2 separate regions of the Mus musculus genome follow, and region 2 is linked to region 1. A link is a contact called in public Hi-C data. All regions are on one chromosome and are shown on one strand. Each heading gives the region's core, a stretch centred on a gene start, on an enhancer-like site or on the middle of the called end of the contact. The rest is flanking DNA. Distances are from core to core; before and after follow the strand shown. Region 1 overlaps Elovl5 (ELOVL family member 5, elongation of long chain fatty acids (yeast)). Region 2 overlaps Fbxo9 (f-box protein 9).

Region 1 (5,685 bases), core at 854-3,353:
CAGGGATGCAGCACAAGGAAGAGCTGTCGTTAGGGACAACCAGCCAACTGAAGGAAACACTTCACGAGGGACTGTCCCGAACTCAGTCACTCAACAGTGAAAGCAAGATTTCTCAATGTTAAAAGGTGGCAACATTCACTTCAGCACACACAACCCTGGGATGAAACAGACCGGCGAGGCCCCTGTGCAAGGACAACACGCATTTGTGAAACAGCCCTTATTTTTATTAATCCTTTTTTTCAAAAAGTGGGCAAGCAATCCAACCAGATATTTCTCAAAAGGAAGTGGCAAAGAAGTACATGAAAAATACTTGGTGTCACCAAGGAGACCGAGAAATCACCACCTGCCAATGATAATGCTATGATAAAAAAAAGATGAAAGCAAACACTGGTGGGACAGGAAAACAAATGCCAAAAACATCCCAGCTATGAGTGTAGATAACGCTGTCGCTGACAGGAAACTGCAAGGAAAGGGTTCCTCAAAAATCCACACTCAGAAGCCAGCAGGTCCCGTCCTAAGTGCATCTCCAAGGGTGTCGAGATAGTGATGCCAAAGACCTAGGACTCAGCTGGTCATTTACGCTCTATGTGTAGATGGCTTAGGCTGCACCCTCAGCAACACAGGCATGCGCACAAGCAAGAGCCAAGATGGAGAAGCAAGTGAAATGGGGCACATAAACAAGTCAGGCACATATAAACAAGTCAGGACACATACTCAAGTCAGGCACGGCAAGAAGACAGGTACTTAGTGTTTTCACTCGTGGGAGTTTAAATGTTGATTTCATAGAAAAAGAAAGGTAGAAAGATAGAGGGTGGGGCGGGGGTGAACTCCTAAGGATACCCTATTGACATGAGCATGAACCACAGGCCTCAGGGATGACGGCAGCCTGTGACTACTCTCCTCCAGCGACCTGCTAAGTTTCAGGACTTCCGACAGTCTCCATCAGAATGCTTGTCCCATCTGATCCCAGACTCTGTGTGTGTGTGTACGTGTGTGTGTGTGTGTGTGTGTGTGTGTGTGTGTGTGTGCGTGCGCACACGTGCGCTCATCAGGTCAACCCAAGCCCTCCAGGTAGCAGCAAGGGGATGGAGAGGGGACAGAAACAGATCAGAAACTAGGTATGAAAGCACTGGTGGGGTGAACAGCTTCCAGGGTTCTGTAGCATAGCAGAATGCCTGTGATTTACAATAGTTTATCCACATTTTAAAGTAACTAGAAGAGTCTGAAGGATCTCAATGCTATTTGATCATAATATATATGTATGCATGTATCAAATGTCTATAGTATACTCTCTAAATATGTATAATAATTGTTAATTAAAACTTTAGAAAAGAAATAATCAAATACTCTTTAGCTGCTAAAATTCATTTAAAAAGAAAAAAACCAGCACAACAAAACAGGCTTGGCGGGTATTGGGGGGCAGGGGGGGGAGGATGCCTAAGGACCGGAGTGTTAAATAATAGCACTTTCCTTGCTATTGAAACATTCCCTCCTACAAGAAAGCTTAAGACAGAAAATAACTCAAAACCATCTGCAGGAAGTCCCTGAAACTGACAGGATTCATTAAATCCTTCTCTGTCCACGAAGCAATTGGACTTTAAGACAAGCCCAATCACTTTGAATAGGCAGAGATAAGTGAGCTGCCTGAAAGGGCTCAGATCAGCCCAGCCACCTAGAAAGGACACTCTACTGGTTAAGCTACAGGCTGCGCAGTGTGCTCCAGTTTGTTAGCTGTACTGCCCCTATCACAGTAAAACTTACTGGTTCACCAAGTTGGACTTTAGAAGTAACTGTACTTTGGTCTGTCCTGGTCTCCCTAACTAGGCTGAGTAGTAGATTTTGTGGGGTTGGGGGGGGGGGGGAGAGGAGAGATGGAGGGAGGGAAGAAAGGAAGGAGGAAGAGAAGGAGGAGGAGGAAAGACATCTTCCCCAGGAAAAGTCTGTTACACAACAAAGGCAGGCAGGTCTCTGTGTCAAAAGTAAAAAAAAATCATTCAAAGTAAAAATAACAATGCATTCAGTTCCTCAATTACATGAGTCACTTTCAGGTCTTGGGGAGAACACGTACGTAGCTGGTAAACACTAGACTAGTCGGCGCAAAGAGAACCAACAGAGCCTCTCAGTAGCTCACTGCCCTGGAGCAGACTCAGCGCAGAACCAGGCAGACTGGCAAGACTTGTCTTCCAGAGAGTTAAGGGTTAAATGGTTACAGAAAGCAAGATCAAGGGGATACCAGCAGCAGTTTAGTATTAAAACGAAGGCACTCTCCTTCGTCAACAGTAAATAAGCCTGAATAAAAATGAGATTATGTAATTTAAGCGAGTTTTAGCCAACTTTAAGGTCCAAGGACCACAAAGCAAAGATATTCCATGAGAAGGGATAAATTCAAAAATAAAAATGAGTACTTAAAAATAACTTTACTGCTACAATGACATTAATCTTTCTCTGGTTTCTCTCTCTCTCTCTCTCTCTCTCTCTCTCTTTCTTTCTTTCTTTCTCTGTTTTTTAAACAGGGTTTCTCTAACCCTAGTTGGCCTCAGACTGACAGAGATCCACCCCAAGACACACACAAAGGTGTGAAGAAAGTAGCAGTAACTATTGTAGAAATTAGCATCATTAAAAAAAAAAAATTAGTGTCCAAACCTGATAGAAATAAACAAGAGATAAAATTAGAGACCCATGTAAATATAATAGATGTTAAAAATAGAAATGATCAAATTGTTTGAAGACAATGCAATACGGAATAAAGGTGCACGTATACAAAAAAAAAAAAAAAAAGCAATACAGAGGAGCTTTGGTACAGGGGTCCTCAGCATGCAGTCATCACCCCAGCTCTGGGCCCTTTCCAGCAAGGAAAAACTGTTTTCATGATACTTTCCCATCTCCCTCTCATCAGAGACTACACATGCAAGATCGAAGTCTACTGACTGCAGCAAACTGAGAGGGTCCAGGCGTCCTTCACTGAGGTAGGCGTGTAAGACTCTGGCAAAAAAACAAGCGTTCTGTGTGCATTAGTTTTCTGCTGTTTTATAAAGCACATTTTCCGTGAAAGACATTATTCATGGTGTCAGATGAGAAAAATATCTAAAAATCCAATTTTAACGTCATTTAAAATTAACTCCTGGCAGGTTAAACATAACAGATATAATCTGCATAAGCTAAAGGTGAGGCGCAATTTTTAAAAGAAAATGTAAATGAAACAAAATGCCTGACAATCGTCGTATTAGGAGCTATGCTGATATCCCTTCCCCCAAGGTTTTATTTCCAAATGATATTGAAAATTTAGTTTTTAAACTTAAATATCCATCACCACCACCCCTCCCCCCAAAAGAGGAAAATCAAAAAGAGAACAAGGTTGTTTGGGATTTGTTGTTGTTTTGGTTTTTTAATGTGCATTGGTGTTTTGTCTGCATATATGTCTGTCTGTGTGAGGATGCCAGATCCCCTGGAACTATAATTTTCGTCTGTTGTGAGCTGCCATGTGGGTGCTGGGAATTGAACCCAGGTCCTCTGAAAGAACAGCCAGTGCTTTTAACAGTTGAGCCATCCATCTCTCCAGCCTCCAGATCAGGGTTCTCTTAGGCTGCCCTTGACGTGGTTGTGAGCTGCCTGACATAGGTACTGGGAACTAACTCTAGTACCCTGCAGGAACAGCGTGTGATCATAACTGCTCAGCCATCTTTTAAGCCCCAAGAATAATTTCTTTAACACCTGTATTCAGTAGTTAAAAGTACACATTAAAAACTGAACACTCAAATACTTTTAAATTTACTGAACTGATCATTTTGAAAGTAAAGCTAGCAATAATAGAAGTTAAATATGTTATAATTAAAGGTACTTGTGAGAGAGTCACATTACCACTTCCCTGCTGGCTCGAGCCACATAGACAGAACTGAGGAAAATCCAACAGGATCAACTTAACAATATCAAGCTGGTTTTCACATGACTATGTGGGCACAAAATCTCAAAGTTCTTTTTCGTCAAAACACCACTAGCTCTGGTGGGAGCTCCGGTGCGTTAGGACACTCTCGGACGGTTCCCTGAGCTAAGTCGCATGAGCTAATGTGCTCTTGCTGCACAAAGAGCACATTCAAAGGACAGTGAGGAAGAGCACAGTACAGCAACACACACTTAAGAACACGCTTTATTGCCAGGTATGGTCGTGCACACCATTAATCCCAGCACTAAGGGGGCAGAGGCAGGTGGGTCTCTGAGTTTGAGACCAGCCTGGTCTACAAATGGCTAGGGCTACACAGAGAAACCCTGTCTTGGAAAAACAAAAAAGAAAGAAGATGCTTTATTAATATATATGTATATATACATATATATATACACATACATATACATATGTATAGATATATACACACATACATATACATATATACAAATATCTATACATATACATATGTATAGATATAGATATATACACACATACATATACATATATATAGATATAGACATATACACACATACATATATAGGGAGACAAAAGAGGGGGGATGTAGGGGAGAGGAGAGAAGGACTAGAAATGGGGACAAGGAAGGGAGAGGAGGGGAGAGGAGGGAGGGGTAGAAGGGAGAAAGCAGGAGTGAATAGAAAGGCAAGGCAGAGCACGTGGCATCTTTTCCCCAAAATAAGAATTTGCAAGTGACCTTTTCATCTCCCCGGGCACGCGCTCCTGGCTTGGGAATGTATTCCTTTGCAGTGTCATGAGAGCGAAACACTGTGCATCCACGTGCACACACGCCCTGCTGTGCTGGGCACACACATCCCCTGTGCTATGAGTAAGAGCTCAGAAGGTCTGCACTAGTGCACAGCCTCAGAACAGACGTCTGTGAGTTTCAGAAGGTGTGCACTAGTGCACAGCCTCAGAACAGACGTCTGTGAGTTTCAGAAGGTTTGCACTAGTGCACAGCCTCAGAACAGATGTCTGTGAGTTTCAGAAGGTTTGCACTAGTGCACAGCCTCAGAACAGACGTCTGTGAGTTTCAGAAGGTTTGCACTAGTGCACAGCCTCAGAACAGATGTCTGTGAGTTTCAGAAGGTTTGCACTAGTGCACAGCCTCAGAACAGACGTCTGTGAGTTTCAGAAGGTTTGCACTAGTGCACAGCCTCAGAACAGATGTCTGTGAGTTTCTCCAACACAAAACACTTTCTCCTTGCTTTCTCAGTTTGGAGAACATCATAGAGTGATGCCTGTGAGCCAGGTACACGAGCTTACTGAGGGAAAACAGTGATTTGAAGATCGAAAAAAAAAATCTTGACAGTTGATACAGAACAATACAGCTGACATCTTGGCAGTGAAGGGCAGGCGCTCTTGGCATCCTAACCCAGCCTGGCTGTGCTCAGTCTATGCTTGCAGCATGGCTGGGGGGTGGGGTGGGGTGGGACAGGAGGGGTTCTGTCTCATGGGGGTACTGATCACTGTAAATGACAGCCCACTGTCTGCAACACAGAACGTATATGTAAGCAAACCAAAAGGCAAAAGACAGAACGGACAATCTGCCTCCTCACCTAAGTGCACTGGCTCTCACTTCAATCCTGTTTCCCTTTCTGGAGATGAAAGACAAGCAGAGACGATTGCAATTAAAGTGATTTTCATGGTGGCACATGCAACTACTTTATCAATACCATCTCCAGACAGGTAGAAAGGCAACGTGGTGCCAGAGGAAATAAGTTCTAATG
Region 2 (5,685 bases), core at 1,263-3,762, 170 kb before region 1:
CACAGAAAACACACTAATTGATTCTTCTTCTAAACTTTCAAAAGTAGTCCTCAAACCACGATTAAGCCCTTAACCTTCTTTATGTTCAGTTAATCTCATCTGCGAAGAAACTAACCCACTAAACTATACCATGATGCTTGAGTAATTTTCAACTATGAAAATACTGATGATTAACTAAGCTCCTGCTTATTTCAAGTGGGATTAAAATCGACTAAATGTAGTAAAATTCCAGTTCCTACTGTCAAAATCAAGGTTAACAATGGATTCTGTTCTGAGATAGGCATTCTGTATTCAACTAGTTATTTTTGAGCCTCCGACTAGCCTGGCATGGTGTGGGGTTTGGTGCAGTACCAGATCTTCAATATTAGCAAACCTATTAACTGTGATCTGTGATAAACTTTTAATCACATCTGAAAAGATGACCCAGAATTCAGAATCACTAATTCTCTTTACAGATCTCTCTCTCTCTCCCTCCCTCTCTCCCTCTCCTTAAATTAATGTTTTAAAGTGTGTGCTAGATTTATGTTAACTTGACACAGACTAGAGTCATCTGAGAGGAAGGCACGCCTCACCTGAGAAAGTGTCTCCGAAAGATCAGGCTGCAGTCAAGCCTGCAGGGCATTTTCTTAATTAGTGATTGATGGGGAGGGCCCAGCCCTTTGTGGGTGGTACCATCCCTTGGCAGGCCGGTCCTGGGATCTATGAGAAAGTTGGCTGAGCAAGCCATGCAGGAACAAGTCAGTAAGCAGCACACCTCCATGGCCTCTGCATCAGCTCCTGCATCCACCATTGTGTCCTGTTTGAGTTCCTGCCCTGATTTCCTCAGTGATGAGTAGTGATGTGGGAATGTAAGCCAAGTAAACCATTTCTTCCCCAAGTTGCTTTCGGTCATGGTGTTTCATCACAGCAGTAGTGACCCTAACTGAGACACCATGCCGTGTATGTGCAGGTGCCCACAGAGGCCAGAAAGAGAATTCCAGTGTGCTGCTGGACACGAATGCTGGGAACCAAACTCAGGTCCCCTGGAAGACTATCCAGCCCTCAACTGCTGAACCATCTCTCCAGCTCACAGATGTCTCTCCAAAGAAAGAGATCCCAGTATAGTGCTCACACTCAAATTCCTCCTAGCACATGAGAGTCTGAGGCAGGAAAATCACTGCAAATTCAAGGCCAGCCTGGTCTACATATCGAGTTTCAGTCCAGCCTAGGCTATACACAATGAGACCCTGTTTCAACTAACAAAAACTAATGATGCTGGTTTTTTTTTTTTTTTTTTTACCCAAAATCATGTGGTGCTTTTGGTCCTAAACGTACCAGCTGTGACAAAGATGTGCTCTCTGCCTTCGATACACTCTTTCTACTGAGGGAGACAAGTGATTTCAATAAGAATGTATTTGTAAGGTGACAGAAAACAGTTGGAAAATGCTGCTGACTGAATGTTGAAGTAGATGCAGCTAAGCAAGGAAGAAGGCAATCCAGGCCCAGAAGAGCAAGCAGCACACTGAGTAGCACTAACCCATTAGAGCCGGGAAGCTCTTCAGATCAGGCTAGCTTAGTCCGACTGCCCGACAACAGCAAGAGGGCTGTACTCCGTGGGACTCGGGTCCTCTCTTATTAGCTCTATTTAGGATTTGCAGTGATAACTCAGACTCTTAGATGTATACATCTCAGTGGGATCCATGCATTTCACAGTCTCCCTCTCATATTTCCTAGTAGATCAGTTTCTCATTACAACAAAATGCCTGAGATCATGCATACAGAGTTCGCTTTGGCTCATGATCTGGAGGATCAACTCCGGGATCCAGGTGGCCCCCTTGCTTTGCACCTCCCACACAACAGCACATCATGGCAGGAACTGTTCTCCACCCATCAGGCCAGATCCTACGGGTTCTCCCAACATCCAGGAACGCCAACCTGAGGACCTCTGTTTACACGGGGATCCTTTGGGGAAGAGCAGTCTAAGCCCTTTGTCCAAACCCAGACTCCTGGCTTAGAACAAATGCTTCTCTGACTTATGTCTTCCCTGGAGTAACTTTACAGAGCAGCAAGGATCTTACTCTGTCCCAGCTAGTCAAGTTTTACGGGCTCCCTGCTTTGGGTCTGGTTGCCAGAGATAAGGTATGAGCAGAGTTTGTTTATGTTACACTTATGTGGTACAAGAGTGTTTGGTTGCTGTACTCGGAGATCTGTGGTGGCAAAACCTTTCCTCTCCTGGAAATAACTTACAGCCAAAATTTGCTAATAGAAAAGTTACTGTCTTTGGAACTAGATAGAATAATTGCCTTTGGGGCTTTTCTTTCTTTTTTTTTTTTTTTTGTGGGGAGGGGTGACAGTGGTATGGATATGTGTTTCCTGTGTGTGCAGGTACATGTGTGTATGAAACTACACATGTACCTTTCTGCATATGTGTGTAGAGACCAGAGGCAATAAAATCCATTTGTTATTAGTCCTAGCTAACTGCCAGGGTCATTTCCTCATTGCCATTTCTGTGTAGGAGTGACCACACTGAGTGTTGAGCAAGCTGCCCGTGCTGATAAGTTATTAGCTAACAGACTGAACCAGGCAATACTTTATTTTCCTGAGGATTCATTTTAGTCACTTAATGTACTGAGACTAAAAGGATTCGATGGTGATAGTAAACGGAAACGTTTATTAAGCCCAAAGCCACTCACTGTTCAGCCCACCTTTATTCCACGTTAAACCACGCCAGTGTAAAAGATTGGGTTTATAATAGAGATAAAATAGAGGAGGTGAGTTTGGTCGGCATATATCTCAGTGGCTCTGTTAGACTTCTTGTTTACATGTACAAAGCTCTAGACTCAATTCCTTAATAGGGAAAAAGAGAAGGGCTGACTTTTTCTTTTCCTTCCTTCCTTCCTTTCCTTAAGACAAGGTTTCACTGCATTCCTTCACTTGGAACTCACTATGTAGACCAAGCTGGCCTTGAACTCAGATGCAGCCTGCCTCTCTCCTGAGTGTGGAAATTAAAGGCATGGAATACCATGCCTGACTGAGATAACATGATTGTATGCCACCGTGTGGGTGCTGGGAACCAAGCCTGGGTCACCTAGAGGTGCAGAATTGATTCTACAGTATTATAAAAGTTAAAGCACAAATTCTCTTTGTATTGGTATCATTTAAACTTAACCAAAGTGGATACCCAGAGAGAAGGAATTGTATTTCATTGACGTGAAACATCTCAGCCTCCGAACTTGAACTTTGTGCAGCCTTGATATTCAAAGTGGGTTCCACAAACTCAGAGGTGTGGTATTAGTTAACAATTGACTGAGACGATCACAGAGGGAAACTAGTGTTTACCAGTTTTGGACCCTGTTCTGGTTTGTTCTTCTCAGGCAGAAGCGGAGGAAGATTGTCATTCTGATGCTGACAGAGTAGGCGATGAAGGAAATGAGAGTCCGGCTGAGAGAGACCTGCAGGCAAGTGTCTTCAGTTCTGTGTTGAGTTCTTACACCGTGAGAAGTTGGTCACCGTTGGGAGCTCTTGTCAGCTCTTATTTGCATGGAATTTAGCTGAGCTTGCATAGTCTTTTGTTTGTGGTTTTTTTGGTTGGTTTTTTGTTTTTTGTTGTTTATGTTTTTTGTTGGTTGATGTTTTGTTGTTTTTGTTTTGTTTATATTTTTTGTTGGTTGTTGTTTTTGATTTGTTAATGGTTTTTGGTTGGTTTGGGGGTTTTGTTGCTTTGAAACAGCCCTGGCTTTCCCAGAACTCACTCTGTAGAACAGAGTGGCCTTGATCTCTTGCCTCTGCCTCTGAGTGCTGGGATTAAAGGCATGCACTATCATGTCCTAGTTTGGACTTTGGGTTTTTTTTTAATAAAGATTTGTTTATTTATTTATTTTTATGCATATGAGTACAATTATAGCTGTCTTCAGATACACTAGAAGAGGGGATCAAATCCTATTACAGGTGGTTGTGAGCCACCATGTGGTTGCTGGGAATTGAACTCAGGACCTCTGGAAGAGCAGTCAGTGCTCTTACTGTTGAGCCATCTCTCCAGCCCCCGATATTCTTTATAACATACTTAAACCATATTTTTTCTGTAAAAATATGAAATTAAATGTTTATATTAATTTTTTACATTCGTTTACTTGTGTGTGCATGTGAGTTCATGGACTCATGTGCCACAGTGCTTGTAGGGAGGTCAGAGAACAATTGATGGGAGTCGTTCCTTTCCTTCTAGCACGTGGCTCTCAGGTCAGGTCAGTAGGCTCGGCAGCAGGTGATTTTACTCACCCAACTGTTGTTTTGGTCCAAGAATGTAGGTGTAAGATATTTAAAAGTAATATGCAAGTCAGAACACATAACTTAATGAACAAGTTTGAGATTTGATCATTTGAAGTTCAAAGCCTGTTTAAAACATAAAATTGAAAGAAATAGCTAGAACAACTGCTTGCTATGTTAGCAAAGGGTTAGAATCGTAAGTGGATAGACTGTGCATGAATTAGAGGAATACAAGGTAGAGAGAGGTGAGCAGACAGTTAGTGGAAAAATATGAATGGCTGTTAAATATTTGAAGAGGTAATATGTCTCATTAATAATTTAACCACAACTCAACGAATTAATAATTTATTGAATGATGTCCATTTTTGTCTGGACTGTGAAAACACACGTTACACTTGAGATTATAACCGACCTTTATTTTTCTGGAGGATACATGAGCAATGTGGATCAAAATTAGAAGTATACACTCCCTTTTGATACAGCAACTGACCAGGAAATTAAATCTAAGGAAATAACAGGGAAATGAGGGGATGAGATAAATCTATATGTATTAAACTCAAAAATTACTGCAACTAAGCTAATATTGACTTCTGAGCTGTATGAGGCTTGCTTACTTGGCACATGTAGTTTAGTAGGATGGACGCAGCTAGGGATTCTGCAGGTCAGGCACGAGTGTAACATGTTAGAAGTCTGGAAGCAGAGCACTGCAGAATATTGTTAAGACATCCATGAGACACCTTTCTAGAAAGTTACCCAGAAATAATATCCGTGATTCTATTAGCAGTGGCCGTCTTTCGCAGGAGAAGTAGCGATTACTCTTCGGGACCCTTTTTGAAAGGCACCTCTAGGGTCAAGGCCTTGGGAGGGGGATGGGAGAGACAGCAAAGGAAGCAAGCCCGGGTGCCTGCAGTCTTAATGGACCCCCTGAGCTGGTCCTGTGGGGTCCTGAGGATAGACGCCCCTCCCCGAAAGCCAGGTCCTTGAGTGGGGAGCAGGGAGGCAGTGTGATCCTGCTGAGGCAGTACCCACATGGGGTGATGCTGTGACTGTTTTCAAAAGTTGGGGTAACAATTTCTTCCTTAAAAGCAGCCGACCACATTGGGGCCTTGAGTTTTTCTATGCTTTATATTTAAATGACCTTTGTTTAAAAGGATTTCCTTTTTGGAGTATAGAATGTTTATCAAAAGAAAGACTTTGCTTGACCTGTAGAAATTTTTAGAAACTTTGTAATATCTACTAGATGTGTACTATTAACAAATATTCAGTAACATATCAATTCTGCCCCCACATCAGGGCTTATAATCTCAATTCTAATTAAAATTTAGTTCTCCAGTATTTTTAGGCTTTTTACTATATGGACAAACTTACTTTTGTCTGGTATTCATTCTTTAAAGTTTTAAGCAGAAAATGATTTTATTTTATTTTTTTTGCTGTTGTTTTTGT

Evidence for each region. Hi-C and Micro-C count contacts between places; a contact is called where the count stands out from the background.
Region 2: a contact with region 1 is called in a Hi-C map of liver, with 2.7 times the contacts expected there. The contact joins two enhancer-like sites. A contact is called at or near these places in 2 of 39 promoter capture datasets (liver and stem cell-derived epiblast-like cells), 6 of 484 Hi-C or Micro-C datasets (CD4 T cells, CD8 T cells, LSK cells and 3 more), 3 of 115 datasets of contacts at active chromatin or transcription factors (bone marrow-derived macrophages, extraembryonic endoderm stem cells and pancreatic cancer cells) and 2 of 9 other capture datasets (adipose tissue and liver).

What each region holds. Positions count from the first base shown.
Region 1 is chr9:77,932,454-77,938,138 of GRCm38.p6, reverse strand. The region is part of intron 1 of Elovl5 (ELOVL family member 5, elongation of long chain fatty acids (yeast)); the gene reads right to left. Among named protein-coding and RNA genes, the nearest start is that of Elovl5, 18 kb to the right of the region's middle. Within about 2 kb of position 2,103, at least 55 of the 459 cell types and tissues checked have an H3K27ac peak or open chromatin away from gene starts, as enhancers often do. A contact at or near this core is called in bone marrow-derived macrophages and liver, where this site is marked.
Region 2 is chr9:78,102,023-78,107,707 of GRCm38.p6, reverse strand. Fbxo9 (f-box protein 9) reads left to right here. Exons shown (of 13, transcript NM_023605.2): 2 at 3,354-3,437. Among named protein-coding and RNA genes, the nearest start is that of Fbxo9, 3.8 kb to the left of the region's middle. Within about 2 kb of position 2,512, at least 35 of the 459 cell types and tissues checked have an H3K27ac peak or open chromatin away from gene starts, as enhancers often do. A contact at or near this core is called in bone marrow-derived macrophages and liver, where this site is marked.